Linked DNA regions of Mus musculus: region 2 is linked to region 1. Evidence: chromatin contacts called from public HiChIP or PLAC-seq data. All regions are on one chromosome and are shown on one strand. The core of a region is the stretch at or near the end of the contact, and the rest is flanking DNA. Distances in the headings are between cores, read along the strand shown.

What was found. HiChIP or PLAC-seq counts read pairs in DNA pulled down with a chosen protein or histone mark.
Region 2: a contact with region 1 is called in an H3K4me3 HiChIP or PLAC-seq map of the SCID.adh cell line, with 13 read pairs. The contact joins the enhancer-like site here to the promoter of Cks1b in region 1. A contact is called at or near these places in 3 of 39 promoter capture datasets (cranial neural crest, hippocampal neurons and neural stem cells), 2 of 115 datasets of contacts at active chromatin or transcription factors (the SCID.adh cell line and embryonic forebrain) and 1 of 9 other capture datasets (adipose tissue).

Annotation. Positions count from the first base shown.
Region 1 is chr3:89,416,872-89,419,764 of GRCm38.p6, reverse strand. It overlaps Cks1b (CDC28 protein kinase 1b), which reads left to right and starts at 1,474. Exons shown (of 3, transcript NM_016904.1): 1 at 1,474-1,610. The coding sequence starts at 1,552. It also overlaps a transcript of Shc1 not described here.
Region 2 is chr3:89,665,799-89,668,691 of GRCm38.p6, reverse strand. It overlaps Kcnn3 (potassium intermediate/small conductance calcium-activated channel, subfamily N, member 3), which reads right to left. Exons shown (of 8, transcript NM_080466.2): 8 at 1-1,607. The coding sequence ends at 1,311. Among named protein-coding and RNA genes, the nearest start is that of Adar, 63 kb to the left of the region's middle. Within about 2 kb of position 1,406, at least 10 of the 459 cell types and tissues checked have an H3K27ac peak or open chromatin away from gene starts, as enhancers often do. A contact at or near this core is called in the SCID.adh cell line, where this site is marked.

The sequences.
Region 1 (2,893 bases), core at 225-2,724:
AGGAAATAGCAGGAAATGGCGAAAGCCTCAGGAATGTTTCCAGCAGGGAAGGTTAGGCAAGTGGGGCCAGGATGAATGCCAAACTAGAATATCTGGATAGGGGGAGGGGTCTTGTAAAAACAGCGGAAAGGACGAGAACCTCTACTCCTGTCTCCAAAACAGTTTTTCTTTTGACAGCAGGAAAACTTTGACTCCCGTTAGGCTCACACAAACCAATGCTTAGTCCAATCCAGGCATGGGAAGGTGCCATCTATGGCTGTCTTTGGGATGGGGTCTCAAAGGAGTCAAGAGTCTCCTTTCCTTCATCCACTCTCCAGCTGTAAACGAAATTCAGTCCCTTCGACTTAATTCACTCTCGAAGGTTACGGGGGTGGGCGAAGAGGGGAGAGGGGCGACGCTGCTAATAAGCTCACTCCTTACAACCACAAATTTCAACCCCCCACCTTATGGAGCACCAGAGCTCAGGAGAATTAAGCCCAAAGCTTAAAACAAGGAGAGGGATATAGAAGCGGATGAAACGTCAGGCATTTAAGACCTGGGTTTTGCGGCACTGACCCAAGCCCAAGAGGAAGGAGAATCCTGAGGGGACAAGGTCCCTAAACAGGGAGTACGGCACATTCCCAGGATCGGACGTGGACAGTGGAAGGGGCGGGTCCCAAAGGGGCGGGGTCCCAAAGAGGCGTCACTTCTACAAAGTCACATCGGTCTTTCAAAAGCACGGTTTTCCCTCTTTTGGAAGCCAGGCAATGGATAGACTGGGTTCAACCGAGAATCCTGAAGAGGCAGACTCAGAGAGAGAACAAGGAAGACTAATCATATGGTGCTGGGAAACACGTCTGGGGGTGCGATTCCCAGGAAAGTAAGACCACAGGGTGTGGTCGCGATCATAAGAGACAAGTCGGGGTTCAGGGAGCCCCTTGAAGTAGGAAGGTGGGACTTCCGGAGAGGGGTCTCGGGGGCGGGACTTATACAGCAAGACCGGAAGTAGGGTCCTGGGAGAGGGGTTCCGGGGTGGAAGAGGAGTTGGTCGCCACAGAAAGAAAGTCTAGACTTACCAGGGTCTCATGGAGTCTCCGCACCGCACCGCGGGCCGATCTGGTTCCGGATCACGCAACTGTCTGCTTAAGTCACCGCCCCAACTTTCACCCCAGCCTGGGCCTCCCCAGACAAACTTTATTACACTCACTTCCGGCCTCACTAACCCCTGACCCCCTACCTCGCTGTCCCTCCTTTACCCGTCTGCTTTCCAAAGTTGGCCAATGGCTGCGCCAGCAGGCTCAAGGGGCGCAGTGAGAGCCAATGAGAATCCTAGTTTGACCCAGCTCATTCTTCAGAAACCTGAGCACAGCACTCCATTTACGACTTGAAGAGACGCCAAAGCAAGCCAATCGAGGACTTCAAAATGGAGCTGTCCCGCCTTCGGCCGCAGAGACCAATAGGAAGTGCGGGCGGTGTGTTTGAAAGCGAGGCCAAAGAGGGTGGGAGCGCGTGCTGCTGGGAGTTGTCTGGAGGCCTGCGGCGCGGGGCTGAGCGCCCTCGGACAGAGCAATCATGTCCCACAAACAAATCTACTATTCGGACAAATACGACGACGAGGAGTTCGAATACCGGTTAGTGCCGGCGCGGGGACTACAGACAAAAGAGAGCACGCGAGGAGTTAGTTACCTAGGCCGGAGTGGGAGGCGGGGGATGGGGGCGGGGGACAGTGTAGAACGGGCGCGTGCGCAAGGAATTACCGGGGAGTGGGGTGGGGGTGGGATTGGGTACAGCAGCAAAGCACATGCGCAAAAGGTGGACGGAGGATGTAAAACAATGAAAGGGAACTTAGAGTTGGCCGGCTGTTAAATTGAAGCGTCTTGTAGCTCTGATCAGTTTTACCTCTGGGAATTCACATCACTAAAGCAACTTTGTTGTGGCGATTTCCCTAATAGGAACTGCTCGCGTTACTGAAATCTCAAAGTCTGCTGGGAGAAAGAAGGTAGCCCGTGCAGAACTGAAAGTTTCATGCTCTTGATGAAAGGACGGTTCTAAGAGAGCCTCAGTGTTGGTGGTTTTTAGTTTATAAAAAAGATGAGTAGTTGTCAGCCTTGTTTTAGATAGGCTTTTACAGGACTTGGAGTGGCATGAAGACTGTGGCCGTGGGTAGATACCTTTCAAATACTTGATCATTCATGGCGCGCATAGAGGTTTCAAGTGTTTTCTGTTAAGGTGCAAGATAAGCTGGTACGGTAGCTCACATCTTTAATCTCAGCATTCTGGAAGCTGAGGCTGCAGGATTGTCATAGGGTCCAGCCCAGATCACACTACAGATGGAACCTTGTCTCAAGTGTAAAGTACTCAGCTGTTTTCCACGTCTGTAACAATGTTACACTTACAGCATTTGCATGGCTGGAGAAATGAGTGGCTTCATCTCTGGGAAGCTGTAACTCCAGCTTAGCCTTGGCATTTTTGTTTAAAGGAGGGGTTTGTTTGGGTTTCTTTTTTTTTTTTCTTTTTTTTCTTTTTTTTCTTTTTTTTTTTTTTTTTTTGGTTCTGTGTATCGAAGTCACAGTTAGAATGGAAGCTCTTTTCTGACATTTGGACAACAATGGGGTGGGGCTCTTGTTATTATCACAAAGGAAGAAGCATTTAGTACATCTTCACTGAGCATGATAAAGTAAATCTACTTGGGGTAGCCTGAGTCAAGTCAGGTAATTTTTTGCCATAAACTTATGTTTGGGAAAGCTTGGGATTTTCCAAGTATCATAGCACATCCCTTAGAAGTATGAACATTTGCATGTTTGTCTTCATACCTGTTCCGTAAAAGGCCTTTCCACACAGTCCTAGAGTAGGTAACCAGCTAGAGGCCTGTGAGGCCTGTGATCAAAGGAGAAACAAATATCGTCAGTATCTC
Region 2 (2,893 bases), core at 157-2,656, 250 kb before region 1:
TCTGCTTGTTTCTAGAGTCTCTTGGGTTCAGTGGAGTAGGTTTTGCCCCAAGATGAGCGTGGCACAATAGGAACAAGCCTCCAACAAATGTGTCCTCTCACTTTACACACATGCCCCTAGGGCTTCTTGTGTTCTCACAGTGTTTCATTTTGAGATGATGTCAGGTAAGGTAGAAGGGACCACAGGAGCCACTCTCTACCTTTCTCCTCCCAACCTAGCAGTGTTAGGCACTGATCCTTCCACACTCCTACATCTCCGGCTGGAACCTGCTGCTGGCTGAAGATGCTTCGGCCCCAGACAATAGTTGCATTCACTATGGTGGCACTGGGCACGCTTGTCTCCTCCTCCCCCCCCCCCCCCCGCTCCCCCACACACACAGACACCTGGGAACATGGGTTCCATCAGCACACAGCTTATTTGGCTGGATGAAACCTCTTCAAAAGCTGTTGTTTTTAAAAGGACGTTTATCTCTCCAGTGTGGAGTTGGCATACATTTAAATCAGGCCACATGCATGTCCAGGGCACTGTGAAGGAGGGACCTGCATCTTCAATGAAGGTCAAAATGTGGCCAATACCCTCTAACGTCCTCAACTAAACACACCCCATGCATCATCTCAATGCAGAATTACTGTGTGCAGGGGGAGGTACCAGGTCCCTTTCATTTGGGCTCAACTCAAACAGAAAATGACCTGGATTGAACATCTGTGTGTGTATATGATGGATAGTATTATTGGATGGAAAATCTGGCTTTTTATTTGTCTACGTCACCACCCTCCCCAAGTCTAATTTGGGTATGTCCGTTTTGGAAAATTCTGGGCGGCTCTCTTTTATTTTTTACCACCCAGAGGCTTCCTTAGACAAAAGGACAGGACAGGTGAGCTGAGGTCCCAAGGCAGCCAGGAACCCACTCCCCAAACCTAATACCACCCTTGCTCAGCACACCCCACTTTGGCTGGCTTCCCTCTCAGCTGCTTCAGAGTGGCTGCCCCTCCCCACCTCCCTGTGAAAACCTGAGATTGAGCAGGGATTTCTGTTCTCCGCCAACTCTGCAGCAAGGGCCCTGACAGAGGCGTTGCTTCCCGTCACCTCGTCTTCCAGCTCCCAAGTAGAGGCACCTAAACAGAGATTAGATTTCTGGTTTCAAGGCATATCGAACAAAGCACGCTGAAAGGACATGAGTCAGCTCATCCGTTCCATCTCTCTTCGTTCTGTTCCCTGGTCTGCAACTTCCTTGACAGCAAAGCGACCAGGAGAGAGTTGATTTGCATCTTAAGACCTATGGGTAATGCTTCTGGAGTGGGGAGTTTTATTTAGCAACTGCTTGAACTTGTGTATGGGGTTGGGAAAGAGGTGGAGCTGATCCCGATAGGGCTGTCAGAGGGAGGGGCGTGGCTAGTTCCCACGGCCACACTGATGCCCCGGGCCTCCACGAAGGCAGTGAGCAGCTGCTGCTGCTGCTGGCGCAGGGTATCTGCGATGAGCAGGGGCAGGGAATTGAAACTGGCTGTGAGGTGCTCCAGCTTGGACTCCAGGCTGCCAATCTGCTTTTCTAGATCTTCACTCCGGTCATTGAGCTCCGTGATTAAGTCATACATGACGTTCTGCATCTGGGAGAGACAGAGGGGGAGGCAGGAAGAAGACCATCACCACAGAGGACTCTGTTGTGGGAAGATGAAATGCCCTCCACCCTGCAGCTGGAGCCACCTCCGCCCAGCTTCCTCCCGTGTCACCAAAGGAGAATTCCAGGACTTCCCAGGTGATGGACAGGCTGGGGTGGGCACCCCTTTTTTTTTCTAAAAGGAATGGATATCGAGGATCAATTTTATAATTTGTTTTGTTTTGTTCTTTTGATACAGGGTTTCACTACATACTTGTGGGTGTCCTGGAACTCAGTATTGTAGACCCAGCTGGCCTTGAACTCACCGAGATCTGTTTCTGCTTTCTGAGTGCTGGGGACTAAGGATATACATCACCACGCCCAATTTAGTTATCTATTTTAAATAAAAAATATGCATGGAAGAAAAGAAACACGTCCCTTTCTTAAATTGAATATGGCTCTACATGGTTGTCAATTCACACAGAGTGCTGCCGTCTAATGATTCAAGAGGAGACACTGAGGTGAGAATGGCCAAGGCTGTAGACTCCTAATTAACAAGTCAAGGTTCAAGTGCAAGTTCAGCTCACTAGTAGGCCACTTAACCTCTCCTACCCTGACCTCCTTATAAAATCAGAGTTAATAACTACACATAGTTATGAGATTGCATCCCCACCCCCTTTCTATGCAGCAGTCAGAATATAAAATGTCATTAATGCCTCAGGCATGATCCTGGACCACAAGGGGTTGCCCTGCTGACGAGCCACCCGTCTGCTCCTTGGCTCCAGAGGAGGTAGAGAAGCCCTGGAGCAGGTTGCTTCTTTTAAGGGCTGTCTGACCTGGCTGAGGTTTTGGTTGGGCAGACGACACTTGACTCCTCAGAGCAGGCCCGCCTCCCATGCTGCCTGGCAAAGGCTGCATTGAGGGTGCTCCTGATGGCCTCCTGTCTCCAACACTGTCACACACTGCTCTTGGGTCCCACTTGTTATCAGAGCTCCCTGCACAGACACCCCGTGATTCCTATGCTGATTGCAGAAGCCTAGACTATACACGGCAGACAATCAACAAGCACCGGGAATGCTGGCTCTCAAGTCTCACACCCAGAGAGAGGAAAGGGGGTTCTGATGCCCGTGCCCATGTGGTGTGGTGTGGTGTGGTGTGTGTGTGGTGTGGTGTGGTGTGTGTATGAAATTACCCTAATCTCATCTGACCTGGCATTTCTCTAGGACAGCAGTTCTCAACTTATGGGTCAAGACCCCTTTGGGGCTGGCATATCAGATATCCTGCATGACGATTCAT